6 separate regions of the Mus musculus genome follow, and regions 1, 2, 3, 4 and 6 are each linked to region 5. Evidence: chromatin contacts called from public Hi-C, HiChIP or PLAC-seq, Micro-C and promoter capture Hi-C data. All regions are on one chromosome and are shown on one strand. Each heading gives the region's core, a stretch centred on a gene start, on an enhancer-like site or on the middle of the called end of the contact. The rest is flanking DNA. Distances are from core to core; before and after follow the strand shown. Region 1 overlaps Fggy (FGGY carbohydrate kinase domain containing). Region 2 overlaps Fggy (FGGY carbohydrate kinase domain containing). Region 3 overlaps Fggy (FGGY carbohydrate kinase domain containing). Region 4 overlaps Fggy (FGGY carbohydrate kinase domain containing). Region 5 holds the start of Junos (a long non-coding RNA gene). Region 6 overlaps Fggy (FGGY carbohydrate kinase domain containing).

Region 1 (2,963 bases), core at 218-2,717, 610 kb after region 5:
GGCAATTAGTAGGCTGGGAAAGAAGTTGCAGAATGTCATCTGAAATAATAGCATTATCTCCACAGTGTTAGCACTTTGTAAATGCATTCAGAACTTTCTTCCAGTCAATCTTGCTTCAGAAGATTCCTTAGAGAGGCTTCCCCTGAGCCTCTGCCTATATATCAGCATGTTCAGTCTATATATCAGCATGTTCAGTCTATATATCAGCATGTTCTGCCTATATATCAGCATGTTCATCATCTTATGATGTTTGCTACTCTCCAGAAACACATTGTTTAATTCCTTGATTTTATTGAGGGAGAAGATATGAACCCTTCAAATATCGTCTTGGCTTCTTGAAGTCAATAGCCTTAGTATTTTCTCTCCAGTGCCTAGAAATATGGCTAAAACTTTAGTTGGAAGCCAGGAGATGCCTTAGTTTGTAAACTGCACTTGCTGTGTAAGCATAAAAACAAAATTCTGATTCCAATACTCATGTAAAAATCCAGGCATGGTGGTAGGCACATATAATCCTCACACTGGGGAGGTAGAGGCAAGAGGAGCTCTTGAGCTTGCTGGCCTGCTATCTTCTCTGAATCAGTGAGTTACAGATACAACGTTAGACACTATCTAAAAAAAAAAAAGTAGGGAGGAATTGAGGAAAATATTAGACAATGACACCTTGCCTTTACATGGGTACATACATGCACATATGCGCACAGGCATTCACAAACATACTACATATACACACACTAAATAAATAAAAAGATAGATAGATAGATAATCATTTAAATCCTTAGTCAGCTCTGGTGATTATTAGTTGAAAGGGTGGATGTACATGGTTGTGGTTTAACCCCCCATGATGGCTGTAGCTCTCTTAGCCAGGCTAAGCAGTGCATATACAGTCTTGGAGATTATTTTTCTGATTTTTATTTATTTTCAAAGTTCCGTTTACTGCCAGACTTGTAATTGATAAAAACAAAAATTTTGCAACAGATGGTACCACCTGCAATACAACTAAGTCGTCGTCGTCGTCGTCGTCGTCGTCGTCGTCGTCGTCGTCGTCGTCGTCTTCTTCTTCTTCTTCTTCTTCTTCTTCTTCTTCTTCTTCTTCTTCTTCTTCTTCTTCTTCTTCTTCTTCTTCTTCTTCTTCTTCTTCTTCTTCTTCTTCTTCTTCTTCTCCTATCCCTACCTCTCCCCGTCAGATATCAATAAACAAAGTTGTTTTTTTTAATTCTTCATTTGGAGGAAGGGTACATTTACTATTGTGAGTCAGGCAAGGAAAGTCTGTAACCACAGGGACAGCTGGAGAGTCAGGTCCATAGAGGGTACCCAGGGCAGGTGAGAAGGCGCCTCCCTGTCTGCTAACAGCAGCTGGGTACTAGCCCTGCCCTCCCCAAAGACATTCAGTTGAAACCAGTGCTCTATGGGATTCTTCCCAGCTGACAGAAGCAGATGCCTGCGGGCAGCAGAGAATCTGCCTGTGGCACCAGTGGCAGAGGTGCCATTCATTTATGACTCATGAAGACAGGAGATGGCTGAGGGGCCAGTCAGTTGCCTCGTGTTTCCTTCCTCGGCTGGCACAATCCACTTTGCTCTAGCTTTGCTCTGGATGTAGTTTCTGCACTAGGAGAATTTCCTTTGCTTATGCTCACAAGGGCAAAACTGGGCCAGAGATATGGAAAGCTCTACATATTCCATTAAAGCATTTGAGCCAATTCATAGTTCCTGCCTTTACCTGTCACAGGAGGGAGCCTGTCAGGATTCCATCACAAGCAATCTGTTAAGAGCAGCAGCTCCTCTGTGCAGTCTGAGGAGGCAAAGAAGGCCGTCACAGTACCTTCCATGACTTAGCTAGGATGGATGGGCAGTTGAGAGGTGGAGTGCATGGTGGACATAACAGTGCACGAGAGGGAGGCTGTTTCTGTTCTTGGGCTGGAAAGGTTACTTAGTAAGTCACTTAATTAACCCCAGTGGCTTTTGGCTCACTCATCTCTAACAAGGGATGCTGGCTGTGGACATGGGACGGCAGATAAATTAGTTAGTTCTAGTGAGTTGTGAGTTGCTGTCAGGAGCACAATGGAGGGACAGGGAAATTCAGTCTCTGCTAAGAGAGGAACAGCAGTCACCTCTTGATGTTTGCTCAGTGTGTGGATGGGGGTGGGGTAGTCACACTTGCCAAGTGTAATTGGATTCGCTGGTAACTTCTGCCTAAGTTATGTGTCCATCTGTTGTGCGGTGACTCTAGAGAAGCTGGATAATGTTTCCCAATTATAATAATTTCTCAGGACTCTATTATGATGGTGAGGAATATACACCTAGCCATTATTATATTTAAGATTATGTTATTTAAAAGTGGGGCTTGGGAGATGGCTCAGTCAGTACAGTGCTTGCTGAGGATCTAAGTTCAGGTCCTTCAAACTTGTGTAAAATCCTGGGCATGCCAGTGCATACTCACAGTTCCAGCACTGGGTTGAGCAGAGACAGGAGGATCTTTGGAGCTCCCTGGCCAGCTAGCTTAGCCAAGTGAGTGATCTTCAGGATCAGTGAGACAGAAAATAATGTGCAGAGAAACTGATGTAGACTCTTAATATCAACTCCAGGCTTGCATACGCACATATGCATCACACCACACTCATAGGGGCATTCTCTCTCTCTCTCTCTCTCTCTCTCACACACACACACACACACACACACACACACACACACACACACAATTCCTTATAGTCAGAGGGACTAAGGGTCATATGATTAGACAACTTGCCCATGATAACTGAGCTAGTAATGATAGTTGAACTCCCAGCGGGAGTTCCATTCTAGGGCTTCAGGTCTTCATATTCCCCATGATGAATGGCCACTCATCCTACTTCCAAACTAAAGCACATCTTAGTACAGGTTATCACAAAATCCAGTGTCTATGGCATTGCTTGTGGGTACTCTGGGCTGAGAAAGGTATGCCAAAGGTTTATTTGATCCTAATTGTT
Region 2 (2,804 bases), core at 42-2,541, 630 kb after region 5:
CACTATGTGTTTTACATGCACAGATGCATACAGACAAAAGAAGACACAAAGGAGGTAAGCAATGGAAAAACAAACAGAACATCAAAATTACTCTTCTCTTTTCCATGTCAGGTTTTGCTTTTGTAGTGTCTTATGAAGTAATTTTCCTTGATGATCCTGAGTGAACATCCAATTAACAAGAGTCAACTTGATAGCATATGTGTCGTGTGTGTGTGTGTGTGTGTGTGTGTGTGTGTGTGTGTGTTCAGGCACATATGTGCCATGGTATGCATATGGATCAGAGAATAAGCCATAGAATGGGCTCTCTCTTTTACCTTGTGGATTCCAGAAATGGAATTTGGGTTGTCAGGCTTGGCAGCAAGTCCCTTTACCCACTGATGCATCTTTCTGGTTCTCAAAAAGACTTTATTTGATTAGAACAAGGTTTCAGGGTCTGCCTTACTCTTTCCTAATTAATTCAAGTGACCTGTCCCACCTTGCTGAGCCTCTGTGTCCTTTCCTGTCACATGGGGCTACAGTACAATATCTTCTTAAGGTTCTTGTGAGGTTTAGTAGCCTCCACAACCAGACTCTGCACAGTGCCTTGCATAGGGATTCCACCCTTCTCAGCCTGTCCCCTGTGTTTCATATTACCCCACATTAGCATCATTTTTGTTTTGTTTTGTTTTATTTTATGGCAAATCCAAATCCATAAACTGAGAGGATTTCATCCAGATTTTGGACTATTCGGTAATAACTTCTGATCTTTTGTTTTTGACAGTGAGATGTCTTTCTCTGAGAGCATGGGAAAACTACCTCAGCTTTTTTATGTAGTCATGACCACATTTGAACTGTTACCAGCAAGTCTAACTGAAAAGGCAACTCAATATTGCCCTGTGCTTATATTATTTTGCTCTGTCAGGAACCTGTCAGCAAGTGTTGATGAAGTGCAGAGCCAGTAGTAACAAGCGTGCATCCTGAAAGCTCCCTAACACAAGCAGCCGCAGTCGGTGCAGTGCTATTTCTTCCCAAAGAAGCCCCTCTTGTCTCTTTGCTGATGTCATTAGTGGTCCAGCCCCAGTCATTATATCTCCCCTAGAGCAATATCTTCAATGCTGCTAATTCAGTCTTTTGTATGCCTTGAACAACACAGACCCATCACAGGCCTGTGAAGTACCAGAGGCTGCAGCCAGGAATATCTTGGTAATTTATCCCCATCCTTACCTCTAATTATTCTGTTGTTCACTGGCTTGCTCAATTGAGACTCTCCAGGTTCTACATTCCCCAAGCAGAGAACAAAAGGTTTCCCTTGAGAGTGGGGCCTGGCCCTGTCAGTGCAGTGAACTGTGCATAAATTATGCAGCACTGTGGCTGGCTTTCTTTTCATAGTCTTGCTGGAGAAATTCCGGAGAAAGACCAGGCCCCTGGAACTGGGCTGGCTTATTCTTCTGAGGTTGCTTTGCTCTGAGTGTATCTGGAGAGCAAGAAGCACCCCCTGCCCCCTTCTTTTTGCTGAAGCTGCTTCAGGTTCTTCAAGAACTACAAGTGTGTTTGGTCTTTTTTTTTTTTTCCTCACTCTCTACCTGTCTAGGAAAACACAGCAGGTGCCCGCTATTAAGCTTTGCTCCGATTCCTTCATTTGACCCCTCCAACTAGACTAAACTGGCTGGGCTCTCCTTTCTGCTTTCTCAGTTATCTTTACCTCTATGAGACTGGCGCACTACCTACTGCACTAACAAGGCTCCTTTCAATTAGCCTTACTTTAAAATAATATGATTTTTTTATTAAGTCTTTGAGAATTTCATACAATGTATTGATCCTATTCACCCCCAATCCCTCTCCCTAACTCCTCTCCGATCTTCTTCTGCCTCCCTATCCACCCCAACTTTGTTTAGAAAATATAACTCATAATGTGTTGCCCCCATATCCTTAGGTGTTGGGCTTAGAAGCCCTTCACTCTCTGTCCTAGAATATTGACTGGCTTGATCTTGGGCAGGCAGCACCCATGGCATGAGCTCAGGAGCACTGTGGTCCCTGCATATGCAGAGGCCCTTTTCAATGTAGTCTTCCCATGCTTCAAGCTACCCCCACTGTCTCTCTTTCCCTCCCTTCCCCCTCTTTTTTCTCTCCCCTTTCTTCCCTACCTTTCCCCTCACTCTCTTCCTCCCTCTCTTGTCTCATTTGTAGATGGATACTCCATTGACACTTCCTCTTTTATACTTTGGCCAGAAGTGAGTTTCTGCACCATCTACCACGATCCACTGCCCAAAGAAGTTTCCCTGGTAAGGGCTGAGGGCTGCACTAATCGATGGATAGACAGAAATGAATTTAGAGGGAAATTTGATAGCCATGTAGATAGTATACAAGGATAGTGGTAGTTCAACCCTGGAACCTGTGAACTTTCCAATCTGGATTAACCTTATGTTGTTACTATTTTGGTTTATTTGTCTATGTGCATAGGATATGTTGTTTTGTTGTTTGCTTTGCTTTGATGAGATCCCCACAAAACTAATCTTCAGTCCTTATACCCTGGCAGCCAGAGCTCTGGGATCTGGGTTGAGAAGGAGCCGAGGGCTGACTTGCAATGCCATAGATCCTTACTTATTCTCTTTCAGGATGCTTTTACCCTTAACCATCTTCCTGCTGTGTGGTCCAGCTATATCTCCCTGTAGACAGTAAGGATGCCTGTCCCTCTCAGACCCTCTGGGAGTGAAACTCAGCCTCTGTGCTTCCATTCTTGTTCTCTCTTACTTCCTTGTGAATTTTTGTCTTGAAGTAATATTGAACGGTCTGCAATATGTAGAGATCATTTTTCTTCCCTTTAA
Region 3 (2,822 bases), core at 22-2,521, 520 kb after region 5:
GAAGATAGGGAGAGAGAAAGAAAAAAGATAGGGAGAGGGAGAGGGAAAGAGAGAGAGGCACAGACTTAAGATGCTGGCCATTCAAACTCATGTCCTTATACATATGCAGCAAGTCCTCCTACCTGCTGAGCCATCCTCCTAGCCCTGTGCATGCTAATTTTTAAAAAAAAACATAACAATCATTATGTATTTATACCATGGATGCTCTTTTTTTTCTCTCTTTGTACTTTTTGTAAATACATTTGAGATTTGTTCAAGGGCATGCGTGAGTTATTTGGAAACAATTTGATCCTTCGGAGTCTTGTTTTATGGCTTGTCAATTGGACCCACAACACTATTCTGTATTCTGCGTTTTGCCTAGAACTCTGTGAGCTATGATTTTCCTTGGTTGATATGAAGGTATAGGTTATAGTGCTCTGTGATCCACTGAAATTTTACTGTAGTGCTTCCGGGTGCTTCTGCTTTTCTGCCTTGGATCTGCTGTGCAGTGCTTTGAGTGTCTTCCTGATGCAGCTCTCTCCTCTCTTGTACTCCATCTGCACATATGACAATGTGTGACATAGTTTGCACATAGTCCCCGGCATTCATCTGGAGCAATTGAAGGAATTATCTTTTTTTTTTTTTTTAACTAATTTTTCTCTAATGGTGAACGTAGCCAGATTTCCAACAGTCTGAGACATACATCTATTTATTTATTTATTTATTTAGTCTTTTTAGAATCACTATAAGGGTGGAGGATATGGTTCTTACAACTCTTCTTTGGCTAGAAATAGAAATTGCCAACTACAAGTTTTGAATAAAATATATAGAAGGGACTATTTGAAAGTGAAGAAGGGATTTTTGAGGTACTAAGGCGTCAGTAATAATGGAGAACTTTTTACTATATGAAGCCATGGGATCATGGGCAAAGAAGTGTGTTAGAAGGAAATATAAGATGCCCCCAAATGGAGTTGTTCTTAGAAAGGGAACTATGCAAAAATGAGGCTAGACTGGAGGTATGAGCAGTAGAACGATCCTGAAATGGAGTTCCCATCCTCCATGAGTAGAAGTAAAGAGTGAATAGAGTGATGGGGAAAATGGGCTTGCTATATGAAGGAAAATTATATTCTTACCCAAACAAAGCATAATTTTCTCCAGGAGTGTATTTTGAAATTGTCATTAGCAAGGATAACTCAATGAGGTAGAGTTCAGGAGTGGGGGTGGGGTGGGTCCTTATACAGTGCAGTTTGTAGGGGCTGGGTTCAGGGACGACTGAGGAAGGAGTGATACATTAGGGTGAGTTTATTGCTCGTCCTTGGCCATCTAGACTTGTGGCTGAGCTGTTCTGAAGACCTCTGCACACAAGGCCGAAAGCTTAGTCACTTGGGTTCTGCTAACTGACTGTGGAAGTGAAGGTCTAAAAGTAGGAAAAAAATTCTATAAAATCAAGAATGGTTTAGATAGATCAGACTCAATTAGCTTGCCAAATTCTGAGCTAGTGGAATTTTGTGCTAACTTTGATATTATAATAAGTTTAATTTAGGATTTTAAAAAGTTGCCTTGTGACATGGGTGGAAAGCTCAGATGATTGAAACCCTGTCTGATACCTGCAAAGGCCTCACATCTCAGAAGCATTGTTCTCTGCCCAGTTGTTGTGGGCAGTCTGGGGCTGTAGGTAAGATTAGTATGGCTTTTGACTAAGGGTAAATTTTATAGTACCCTTGGTTGCCACAGAAAATATTCAGGAATATTTTGACTGAAGATAGAGGCTATCTCAAAAATAAATAGGAGGAAGTTAGATGCATGTGAATGTAATTACTGAAAAATGCAGGAAACATTACTCTCTGGTCAGCTCCCAGGGGAAGAGCATGGGACCTGAGGAAGCAATATTTAAATTAATCCTTATGATTGTCCTGAGTAATAATGTTCCAGGTATGCACGGCCATGCAAGCTTAGGCCTCTATTCTTTTAAAAAACAATGCAAAAGGGGACATACTGTATAATCTATGAGCTTTTTTTTTTCTTTGAAACAGAGTCTCATACTGTAGCTCAGGTTAGCTTGGAACTCACTCCGTAAATACAGAGTAGCCTTGAACTCATACTGATCCTCCTGCCTCAACCTCTTAGCTCAGCAGCGTGGCAGCTTGGCAGGATTTGCTTTTAAGTTAATAATATATGATCAGCATGTTTCTGTAGCTCTTTTCTTATTCTTTTGGATAGCTACTGATATATTATTTTTATAAACTCTCTTCTCAATAAACACGTGCAAATTTTCTCTTCTTTTTTCTCGCAAGGGTGCTCTTGCATTTATAAAAGGTGTTAGAGTGGCCGTGCTTCTTTAGCTTTATGGTGAACCAATGCTTCATCAGTTCTTAGAAGTTAAACTGCTGGGTAAAGGTAGACTGTAAAAGCTGACCGATACTGCCAGTCGTTTAACCAGTGATTGAGTGAGTCGCTTTGCTGTGGAAAGTATCCCTGCTAATGCTCTAACTGAAAGTGGGTATTTTCAGAGTTCCAATGTCTGCTAATCTGTTATGTTGAAATTATATCTCAGTATTGTTTTGATTTTAACCCTTCGCTCCTTTGAAGCTGGAAATGTGTTCATTTATTTCTCTCTCTGAGGACTGCCCACTTATTATTTGTGTTTCAAAAGAGAGAAGAGTAAGGCCAAAGGCAGCAAACTGGAAGTTCTACAGGTATGTAGTGTAGAGGGTTGATCTCAGGGAGAGAGCAAGGGCTAGAGGAGAGGAGGATTCAGGAGGTTCTGTGGAAGAGCAGCAGCCTAGTCATGTTTACATTGGTTCTTTAGCCCAAGATAATCCTGGCAGGCGTGTGTTTGAGGA
Region 4 (2,752 bases), core at 103-2,602, 660 kb after region 5:
ATAGATTTTTGGGAGTTTCCATTGCCCTAGGTTTCTCCCCTGCCCCCAAATTGCCTCCCAACTCCAGTTGTCTCTTTTGGTGGGATATATTTATTCGGTGTACATGTATAGTCCTCCCTTTTTATTTAAAATACAGGAAATGGGAAAATGCAGATTCCCTATGGTTTGTGTGTAACTTAGTGGTTACTTAGTGGTTATGGTTTGTAAACTTAGTGGTTACGTAGATTAACTAGAGTGTTAGGTTGCTGAGGTTGACTAAACCAAGCAGATGTTCATGCATTGTATATCAATCGCTTCAAGGTGATTTCTTAATATTAATCTAATTTTCCTAACCAGTCTTGGTAGGTAATATTGTATCATTATACTAATGAAGAAACTACAGTGCAGGGCATTCTGGTGTTCAAGGTCATAGGTTTAAAAAGCCATAGATTCTGGAATCTCATAGGCCAGAGGTTCAGTTCAAGAGAGCTCAGATTGCATTTGAAGACATGTGTTTTCCTCGGAGCCTCACAGTTAAAACGCCACAGCAATGCAGGTAGGGAGTGGTATCATTAGAGGAGCAGGGACCTGGATATAGCAATCAGTGTGAAACAGTTGAACAGGCTGAGTTTGACTCACCTCCTGAAATCACCTTTCCCAAGACAAGCATGGTAGGCATTCAGCAAGATTTTAATTCCAGGCCGCCTGTCACTCAAGCACATTGGTGCTGATTGGAAGAGACCTCTCACCTTCACTTATGAATCCTCTTTCTGAGTACCACCGCAGAAGCTGAGGAGATGGCTCCTGACATTCCTGGAAAGAAGGAACAGAATATTTCCTTGAGAGGCTGAACTAGTAGTTTTAATCACATCAAGTACACAATTAGTTTACTTTTCCTTTCTCTGAAGGCTATTCGCCTAGGACTTGCATCTAGATCCTGTGCACACTAGATGCTATGTCATCATTGTCATTCATTTAGAGAGGGGTTCATCCAGCATTCTTGAGAGGCTTCTCCTGTGCCCCACTAGCTTTTGCATTGCATGTGACATGTCATCACTCTTATGCCTCACTTTCATGGTCACGCAGAAGGTAAGTGGTGACCTTGGTGTCTGAGGTGACCTACCCCTGTCTCCATGGTTCTTCTGTGGTTTCTTTCCCTCAACCCCATTCTGTGAGTTTTGACTTCTAGATACCCATGACCTTTTAAGTTTCTCAGCACAGATCAACCTTTCTGAGAATCCACAACAGGGGGCTGCTGTGATGAGTTTGTCGGGTCACTAGTTGACTAATGACTTTCTTTAAGGCCTTCTGGCAGGCGCTGCCTTGCCTTGAACTTTATTGATCCCAGAAGTTTGCCTGCCACTCAGGCAGCCTCTGCAGGTTCTGGGAGGTAATGAGTCATGGATCCACCTACTCTGTGACCCATCTCCTCTTGTGGTGAGCAGAATGAAGATCATCTCTTTGTGGTATCATAAAACTTAGAGAATGACATTAAAATTCTGTTAAATTTTCATACCATTTTACCTGTAGAAATATACAACGTATGGGAGGGGAGAGCAAACCAAATACCCCTATTGGTGTTCTTCCCTGCTGTTCCTATTTCAGAAGCTACTTAAGGGACAAGGTAATGATTTTATGAGGCTTATTAATACTTCATGTTCTTTGCCCCTCCTCCTGCCCTTTTCTGTCAAGGACTTTGTATCTTGGCTTTAAACTGAAGCAACTCAGCTGCCAGCACGTTGTTAAAAGCAAAATCTTTGCAGTGTCTTGCTTGTTCTGTGATGCACACCATGCACAAAGGTCTGAGGTTGACTCTTGCTACTGGGGGAAAACAGTGTTTATTTTCCAGACTTACTTTGGGGTAACTGTTGGGGAGCTAGACTAACATGAGTTTGCAACCTGATGCTGCCTTGTACTACCAAACCAGTACTTAACCTGTGTGGGGTTCAAAGGGCAAGCAGTATATCTGCTTGGTAACTTCAGTGACTTCATATAAAGCCTTTTAAAAATTGAACTAAAATATATTTGCATTATCCTTCCCCATTCACCATTCTGTTCCCCCATGTCCAACCTGAATTTATGGATTCTTTTTCTTCAGCCTTTGTATAGACATAGGAACAAATCATCATATAAATACAGCCTGCAGAGTTCTTTCAGTGTTACATATATATGTTCATATTATGAATATATACGTACATATATATTCATATTTCTAGTGGTGAGTACTTAGCATTGGATAACCACACAGGGGACTAATCCCTGGGAAAGACCAATTCTCCCTATCTCATCAGTTTTTAATCGCATTTACCTCTTCATCTAGGCATGGGACCTGGTGAGATTGCTCCCATCTGCATTGTGATGCCAACTGTTGTTTGAATTGTTCAAGTCCTGATTAAGAACATGCTGTTGTGATTTCATTAGTGTAGTTTTTTCTGTAATAGCTAGAAGGCACAATCTTATAGCAACCTTCATGGATTTATGGCTCTTAAAATACTTTCATGTTTTTTTCCTCAGGGTTTCCTGAGACACAGGTGCAGGAGGTTTTTTGTTTGTTTGTTTGTTTGTTGTTGTTGGTTTTTTTTTTTTCTGGTTTATCAGCTGGCGATAGGCACCCTAGTATCAGTTGTTCATTTTAACCATTTGGGCTTTTTTTATAATGGTCCCCTGCTGTTGCAAAAAAAACCAAGTGTTTTGATGGTTGTTAAGATCTATGCTTATCTGTCCATGTGCAGATAAGTATTTAGACTACAGTTAGGAATTAAACTTGTTTACC
Region 5 (2,932 bases), core at 217-2,716:
CCGCCCCGCTGACCGGCTGTGCCGCGGAGGTGACACTGGGAAGCGTGTTCTGGCTATGCAGTTCAGCCAGGGCGCGCACGAAGCCCTCGGCGAAGCCCTCCTGCTCGTCGGTCACGTTCTTGGGGCACAAGAACTGGGTGGGGGTCGGTGTAGTGGTGATGTGCCCATTGCTGGACTGGATGATCAGGCGCTCCAGCTCCGGCGACGCCAGCTTGAGCAGCCCGACGTCGGGCGACGTGAGAAGGTCCGAGTTCTTGGCGCGGAGGTGCGGCTTCAGACTGCCCACCGGGTCGGCCAGGTTCAAGGTCATGCTCTGTTTTAGGATCTTAGGGTTACTGTAGCCGTAGGCACCGCTCTCGGACTGGAGGAACGAGGCGTTGAGGGCATCGTCGTAGAAGGTCGTTTCCATCTTTGCAGTCATAGAACGGTCCGTCACTTCACGCGGGGTTAGCCTGGGCTGTGCGCAGAAGTTTCGGGGCCGCAACAGCGCGCCGGGAAGCGGGGGGATACCCGCGCGTCCCCGCTTCTGTAACAAAGTTTGTTTAGGAGCGTGCGCTCCAGACGGCAGTGCTTCCCCCTGAGCCCTCCTCCCCAGTTCGCTCCAGGGAGCGCAGGGTTAAGACTCCGCTAGCACTCACGTTGGTAGGCTCCCGCGCGATGCCGAGCTTTGAAAAGTCGCGGTCACTCACGGAGCGCTCTCGGGGAGCAGCGGTTCCTTGGAGCCCGCAGACCAGTCCCAGCAACAGCGGCTCTCCGGCGGTGCTGACCAGTCGTCACGGAATTCTCGGTGGAAGCCCGCGATCGGGCTCTGCCGCCCGGCCTCCGACAACTGTCCCCTCCTCCGCTGTGAGGGGGAGGGGGACGCTAGGCAGCCGCGGCTAGCGCTCGCCCAACTTCAGCCGCCTGTGCGAACTGGTATGAGTATAGGTTCCTCTTCTCCCTTTTCTTTACAGTCTCGGTGGCAGCCTTAAGGCGCAGAAGAGATTTGCAAAAGTTCGCTCCCGGCCACTTGTTACCGGTCCTCTGGGTCAGGAAAGTTGCTGGCCGGTAGCCGCTCGCCTATTTCCTCGCGCGGTCGGGAGCCGCTCTCGATGCTGTCAGCAGCGCCCGGACTTGTGAGCTTCTTCTCCGTGGAAGGCGGGAGAAGGGACTCTCCAAATGCTCCCCAAAATACCGGTGCAGGAGCCGCGGGCGCTGGATCCAAGCAGTTGGTGAGAAAATGAAGACAAACGGATGAACAGTCCGGAGTCCGCGGCCGACCGGGTTGGCCAAGTCCGTCCGTCTGTCTGTCTGTCTGCCTGAGCGCTCTCCTGCCAGGCTGTCTCTGCCACACTCAGTGCAACTCTGAGTCCTTATCCAGCCTGAGCTCAACACTTATCTGCTACCAGTCAATCCCTAAAAATAGCCCATGATGTCACCCCGAGGCTTTCCCATTGGCTTGCGTCGTTCTCAGGGGGGCGGGCCCACCCGTCGCCATGGAGACCTCACCCTAGAAGATTCTTCTCTGGGCCCGCGAAGGCTCACGGGATGAGGTAATGCTCCGCTGCGCTCCTACAGTTGGGCCCTTCTTTCTCCTCCTCCCCCCCCCCCCTCCCGCGCTCAGCTTCGGCTTGTGTTCCCGGGTTCCCTCCCCGGCGCGTCTTTCCCGGCCCGCCCGGTGCATTGTGGGCTGACGTCTTGGTTTGGCTGTCTAGTGACGGAGGCTGCCGGTCGGCAGGACCCTTGCGGAGTCTGTCGGAGGCGGGCTCAAGTTCAGGGCTGGGGACTGGGACCGAGACGCGGGGATCCAGAAAGCAGGGGAGGCGCGCTAGTGGCCGGGGGCGGAGAGCTTGGGTGGGAGTGAAGGTTGCACACAGGCGCGCGCCCGCGCGCGGGCACACACACACACACACACACGCACGCACGCCCGAGAAAGGGCTGAATGATCTGAGTGACTGAAGCTGGCTCCGCACCCCCGCACTTCCGGGGGACAGAGCGATGCGGGTTAAAAGGGTTGTGTGCGCCCTGGGTGTGGGAGCACGTAAGTGCGTTGAAGTTGAGCGGGTTTGAGAGTAGCCCTCCAAGATGAGTATGCTTGGAAGTTTAGTTTCGGAGAAGGATCTGCGCCGCAGTGTGCTGTACCTGGAAACCAGAGATTTGCGGTGTTCGGAACCGACTCATCAGGGTCCCCGGCACAACACTTTATTCTCTGGACGTGCCGGGGGAGGGGTGTTCGCTTTGCCTCCGAGGGACCCCTCCTCTAGGTGTGAAAGATGCTAGCCCAGCGCCCATGGGGTGTCGAAAGCAACATATAAAGGTTCGAAACTCAGGAAACCTCGGCGATCGCCTGCGCTAGCACATACACACGGTCCCGCGCACACTCAGTCTGCGCCCGCCCTTCCTCCCTCCCTGATTTGCTTCTGGGAAAACAAGCCTTGAGAGCTGCGGACTCGCCCCAAGTCACGGTGCTTAAGCAGGAGTCCCTGGTAGAAACAGGCTGAAAACTCCCCTCCCCGCTCACTGGTGGAGTCATATCCTGTGCGGCCTCTAGGAAGCGCTAGACACATGTAAGTTATTTCTTTTCTAAGGTTCTGCTATCAGCCCTCCACCCTCCACCCCTCAGGACTAAAGAGGTGGCAAGCTTGGTTCTCCCAGGGCATAAGGGCAAATCTCAGAACTTCTCTGAGCTTTATTGGTCTCATCTAGAAGTAGAGCGAATGAGGTCCACTACACCGGGCTGCCAGGCATTAGTTTTGACTCTGAGAATAGCCCCCTTCCCTACCAGCTTCGGAGTTACCCTGGGCCGTCGGTGGGGTGGGGGTGGGGTGATTTGGAGGATCCTGGGTTGAGATTTGGCAGGAGCCCGTAAGCAAGATAGAAAAAGGACCGGGAGCCAACTCTTCCCTTAAGCCTCCCTTCAGCCTAGGACTTGAAGTTTGAAGTTGGACCTAGA
Region 6 (3,056 bases), core at 193-2,692, 560 kb after region 5:
GAATGACTGCTCCCTTAATTTTTTCCTATTTTTTTTCTCCAGGTGAAGCTAAAACTCATCTGCTAATCTATAAGTCTTTCTCTAGGATGCTTGTACCACACCTCTGTACACCAGGACCAGATACCTCAGCATTTGAACCTTGTATTTTTTAGTATTACCCTGGGGTATCTGCTGTGAACTGGCATTGAAGAAACATACAACAGGGAAACCATAAACTTGAGCTCCTTCCCAAATTTATATATCTGACTTATGCTAAGTAAGTTCTAAGTTTTATATTTTATCATTCAACAGAATGACTGAAAAATGTTTATAGAGCTAGTTCTTATTAAATGAACAATTTGGATCCCATATAACCGTTCTGTCCGACCTAAAATTTTAAGGTAAATACAAACTATAAAACAAAAAGCCATTTAGTTCTCAAAGTTTAGATCCAAAGTTAAACTTACATTTCGAGAATTATCCTTGAGAGTGTGGTCTTAAGTTTTCTTCTACTATACAAATACCAGCCTAGAAACTCCTTTATGTACCCCAGGACAATATATGAATCTCTTAGAAACTCTGTCTCTTCTCCTTTGCACTCTGACCAAATATTATGTAAATAGAAAGAATGAATGAATAGCTCAATTAGTCTTTGCTCCTTCTTGGTTCCAGGGCCCTGAAAGGATCCTGCAGCTATGATCTCACTGCAAGCTTGTCTCTGAGCAGTGAGCTGTGCCTATTTTGCTGGGTGATTTGCAAGTGAGATCAGGGACTCCTCTGATGTCTAATGTATCTTGCAGCCTGAAGGGGCAATGCACTGGGTAGAACCTGTGGAGGGAAGTCTGATCTCAGTGGGAAGCAATGTTGAACCTATATCCACACCCGCTATATAAACTGCATTTGCAGTGGAGCCACTTCAGAGTGGCTTCTGGGGTTTGTCATCTAAGTGGTCCATGTCTTTTGACTCGAAAGTCCCCCAAAGGTATGCATTCCAGGATCGTTAGAGAGTTTCCTAAGTCAGGGCTCCACTGTGCTACCTGTTTATTATTGCAGCATTGCTAAGGGGTCTAAACCCTGTGATGGATAGAGTTTTCCCTTGTTGATGATATGTTGAAGTGTCTTGAAACTTACCCATTACTCATTAAAGAAATGAAGAGTACAGTCTCTCTTTAAATGATTATTTATAGAATTCATAATGTTTATAATGTTATTAATAAATACCTTTATTTTACTATTATTACTTTCATTTTTACTTAGCCACTGATTAATGAAAATTTTTGCCCATGGACTAGCACTATGGTTTTGGCATTTGAGAACAGCTGCTGCATTCGACCTCTAGGTCCATCAGCATTGGCATTTTGTGAACTCCAGAGACATGTTGGGAGAGGCGGGGACCATCAGAGAGATGCCTCTTACAGTTGTCTTGGTAGGCAGCCATGTGGTCTGGCCTTGTTTGGGGGGGCCAGAGGTCTGTCCAGGGACCTGAAAGAGAGTGGATCATTGTAGAAGTATTTATCCAGCGCCTCCCTAGCTCTTGGAAGCAGCAGCTGGATGGTGGTTATAGGAGGTGGGGCTCGGGTTCATGGCCAGGATTTCTCTCCAGTTCTTCCCATTGTCTGTATGATCTCGGCGGCTCATGTGCCTGAGGCCCTGAGGTCCCTATTTATGAAATGGAGTCCCTGGCATATTGGGTGTCAGAGTGGATACAGCAAACTCTTAATTACTTGATGCAGTAGTGCCTCTAACAGAACCTCTTCAGCATGGCTTCTGCTATTTGTTGTCTCAGTGGTCCATGTCTTCTGACTCAAAAATCCCCCAAAGGTATGCATTTGAGCATCATTGGAGAGATTACTAAGTCAGAGGACTCCACTGCGCTACCTGTTATTACAGCATTGCTAAGGGGTCTAAACTCTGTGAATCAAAACATTTGATTATTGGGATATATTTTTGATATGCTTGTTTCTGTGCCCAATTAAGTAATCCAACAGTGAAGGAGATAGGGTTCACATTGTTTAAGGGACAAGGCCTTGACAAAAATTATGCTTAATCTTTACAGACAGCTTTTAGGAAAGGATGCATACATGTAAATTTTAGTAGATTTACTAATTTATAAGCTTGTTGACACTATAAAATAAAAGATACTACAATAATGTTTAGTTAGGTTTAAATCAGAGACTTGCATTAGTAAGGGATATTCATATGTGAATATTTTATAAAGTTATGTAAAGTCATCTGACCAGAAAAACTGTCACTAGATATTATCTTATTTTGGATTGTGTTCGTATAAGTTTGAGTGAAAATTTTATTTTCAAAATAAACCCTCATTAAAAAAAAAGCTATTCTCCAAACCAAAACAATTTTAAAAGGATGTTTTCTTTTGTTAATTAATAAAAAAGTACACTAGTCACCTTTCTGTTCCCAAAGTCTCATCACTTTACAACAGAATCACAGCCTGGTCACCATGCCTTTGTCTTTAGTTTTATGGGCTTTGTGGGACACTTAACCTAAACTATAGCAAGATGCTCTGTGAAATGGGATCCCAAATGAGTCACGGTAAACAGACTCTGACCTCTTTGAAACAGAGGTTGCTTACTGTCTGCTCTTCAGACTTTGAAGAAAGATGAAGAAAATCACATTAGCAACTTCTACTAGGATATTGCCAAAATAACACTCATCCATTTGAACATGAACCTCTCAGTTCCTATTTAAACAGGAGCTCCCAGGTCCTATCTGAAGCAATGAGATATGCTAAGAGGGGCACACTTACTGCAGTCGCTGTCTGGTAGAGTTGGGAGGTCTGTTTCAGATTGTACTCAAGTTTTACACAGCTCACAGGCCAAGGTCACAGGACAGGGAGGTTGTCTAGGGGGTAAGGTAGGGTTAGATTAGGAGTACTAGGGGTAGTAGAATTTGTAAGGGATACTCTGTGGTACCTAAAGAATGAGCCCTGAAGAATGAGCACTAGGTAGTCAAGGTCCTTGGAGGTCTGTTTATAATTGGAATTTCCTTTTGGAACATCATGGTATAGATTCCAGTTGCCCATTAGCCACAGTGAGAGAAAGCCAGCAGTTGTTTGC

The links. Promoter capture Hi-C pulls out the DNA fragments that hold promoters and counts their contacts. A called contact is a pair of places that touch in the nucleus more often than the background predicts. HiChIP or PLAC-seq counts read pairs in DNA pulled down with a chosen protein or histone mark.
Region 1: a promoter capture Hi-C map of hippocampal neurons shows a contact between it and region 5, with 23 times the contacts expected there. The contact joins the enhancer-like site here to the promoter of Junos in region 5. A contact is called at or near these places in 20 of 39 promoter capture datasets (the 3T3-L1 cell line, 3T3-L1-derived adipocytes, the C10 cell line and 12 more), 2 of 15 datasets of contacts at CTCF or cohesin (large pre-B cells and pro-B cells), 8 of 484 Hi-C or Micro-C datasets (bone marrow-derived macrophages, cerebral cortex, forebrain and 5 more), 38 of 115 datasets of contacts at active chromatin or transcription factors (DN3 thymocytes, SST interneurons, T-cell acute lymphoblastic leukemia and 31 more) and 4 of 9 other capture datasets (adipose tissue, embryonic stem cells, macrophages and 1 more).
Region 2: a contact with region 5 is called in an H3K4me3 HiChIP or PLAC-seq map of bone marrow-derived macrophages, with 15 times the contacts expected there. The contact joins the enhancer-like site here to the promoter of Junos in region 5. A contact is called at or near these places in 16 of 39 promoter capture datasets (3T3-L1-derived adipocytes, the C10 cell line, the HPC-7 cell line and 10 more), 5 of 15 datasets of contacts at CTCF or cohesin (CD8 T cells, the NIH/3T3 cell line, embryonic stem cells and 2 more), 13 of 484 Hi-C or Micro-C datasets (the N1E-115 cell line, Th1 cells, bone marrow-derived macrophages and 4 more), 42 of 115 datasets of contacts at active chromatin or transcription factors (the 230-238 cell line, CD8 T cells, DN3 thymocytes and 30 more) and 4 of 9 other capture datasets (adipose tissue, embryonic stem cells, liver and 1 more).
Region 3: a contact with region 5 is called in a Micro-C map of granulosa cells, with 3 times the contacts expected there. The contact joins the enhancer-like site here to the promoter of Junos in region 5. A contact is called at or near these places in 15 of 39 promoter capture datasets (the 3T3-L1 cell line, 3T3-L1-derived adipocytes, the C10 cell line and 10 more), 2 of 15 datasets of contacts at CTCF or cohesin (large pre-B cells and pro-B cells), 26 of 484 Hi-C or Micro-C datasets (the 3T3-L1 cell line, B cells, the NIH/3T3 cell line and 17 more), 43 of 115 datasets of contacts at active chromatin or transcription factors (the 230-238 cell line, CD4 single positive thymocytes, CD8 T cells and 31 more) and 5 of 9 other capture datasets (adipose tissue, bone marrow-derived macrophages, embryonic stem cells and 2 more).
Region 4: an H3K4me3 HiChIP or PLAC-seq map of bone marrow-derived macrophages shows a contact between it and region 5, with 11 times the contacts expected there. The contact joins the enhancer-like site here to the promoter of Junos in region 5. A contact is called at or near these places in 17 of 39 promoter capture datasets (3T3-L1-derived adipocytes, the C10 cell line, the HPC-7 cell line and 10 more), 4 of 15 datasets of contacts at CTCF or cohesin (CD8 T cells, the NIH/3T3 cell line, large pre-B cells and 1 more), 3 of 484 Hi-C or Micro-C datasets (CD4 T cells, bone marrow-derived macrophages and cortical neurons), 32 of 115 datasets of contacts at active chromatin or transcription factors (the 230-238 cell line, CD8 T cells, T-cell acute lymphoblastic leukemia and 23 more) and 3 of 9 other capture datasets (embryonic stem cells, liver and macrophages).
Region 6: a contact with region 5 is called in a Hi-C map of myocytes, with 5 times the contacts expected there. The contact joins the enhancer-like site here to the promoter of Junos in region 5. A contact is called at or near these places in 19 of 39 promoter capture datasets (the 3T3-L1 cell line, 3T3-L1-derived adipocytes, the C10 cell line and 12 more), 2 of 15 datasets of contacts at CTCF or cohesin (the NIH/3T3 cell line and large pre-B cells), 11 of 484 Hi-C or Micro-C datasets (the MNK3 cell line, Th1 cells, bone marrow-derived macrophages and 7 more), 42 of 115 datasets of contacts at active chromatin or transcription factors (CD4 single positive thymocytes, DN3 thymocytes, T-cell acute lymphoblastic leukemia and 32 more) and 4 of 9 other capture datasets (adipose tissue, embryonic stem cells, liver and 1 more).

The regions. Positions count from the first base shown.
Region 1 is chr4:95,662,389-95,665,351 of GRCm38.p6, forward strand. The region is part of intron 5 of Fggy (FGGY carbohydrate kinase domain containing); the gene reads left to right. Among named protein-coding and RNA genes, the nearest start is that of Fggy, 110 kb to the left of the region's middle. Within about 2 kb of position 1,468, at least 12 of the 459 cell types and tissues checked have an H3K27ac peak or open chromatin away from gene starts, as enhancers often do. A contact at or near this core is called in hippocampal neurons, muscle stem cells and myocytes, where this site is marked.
Region 2 is chr4:95,683,645-95,686,448 of GRCm38.p6, forward strand. The region is part of intron 5 of Fggy (FGGY carbohydrate kinase domain containing); the gene reads left to right. Among named protein-coding and RNA genes, the nearest start is that of Fggy, 130 kb to the left of the region's middle. Within about 2 kb of position 1,292, at least 93 of the 459 cell types and tissues checked have an H3K27ac peak or open chromatin away from gene starts, as enhancers often do. A contact at or near this core is called in the 230-238 cell line, the N1E-115 cell line, astrocytes and 14 more, where this site is marked.
Region 3 is chr4:95,570,555-95,573,376 of GRCm38.p6, forward strand. All of the region lies in intron 1 of Fggy (FGGY carbohydrate kinase domain containing), which reads left to right. Among named protein-coding and RNA genes, the nearest start is that of Fggy, 14 kb to the left of the region's middle. Within about 2 kb of position 1,272, at least 1 of the 459 cell types and tissues checked has an H3K27ac peak or open chromatin away from gene starts, as enhancers often do. A contact at or near this core is called in granulosa cells, where this site is marked.
Region 4 is chr4:95,707,024-95,709,775 of GRCm38.p6, forward strand. All of the region lies in intron 6 of Fggy (FGGY carbohydrate kinase domain containing), which reads left to right. Among named protein-coding and RNA genes, the nearest start is that of Fggy, 150 kb to the left of the region's middle. Within about 2 kb of position 1,353, at least 13 of the 459 cell types and tissues checked have an H3K27ac peak or open chromatin away from gene starts, as enhancers often do. A contact at or near this core is called in CD8 T cells, acute myeloid leukemia, bone marrow-derived macrophages and 1 more, where this site is marked.
Region 5 is chr4:95,050,851-95,053,782 of GRCm38.p6, forward strand. Junos (a long non-coding RNA gene) reads left to right here and starts at 1,467. Exons shown (of 5, transcript XR_867920.3): 1 at 1,467-1,532. Jun (jun proto-oncogene) reads right to left here and starts at 1,372. Exons shown (of 1, transcript NM_010591.2): 1 at 1-1,372. The coding sequence starts at 421.
Region 6 is chr4:95,610,124-95,613,179 of GRCm38.p6, forward strand. The region is part of intron 4 of Fggy (FGGY carbohydrate kinase domain containing); the gene reads left to right. Among named protein-coding and RNA genes, the nearest start is that of Fggy, 54 kb to the left of the region's middle. Within about 2 kb of position 1,443, at least 8 of the 459 cell types and tissues checked have an H3K27ac peak or open chromatin away from gene starts, as enhancers often do. A contact at or near this core is called in fibro-adipogenic progenitors and myocytes, where this site is marked.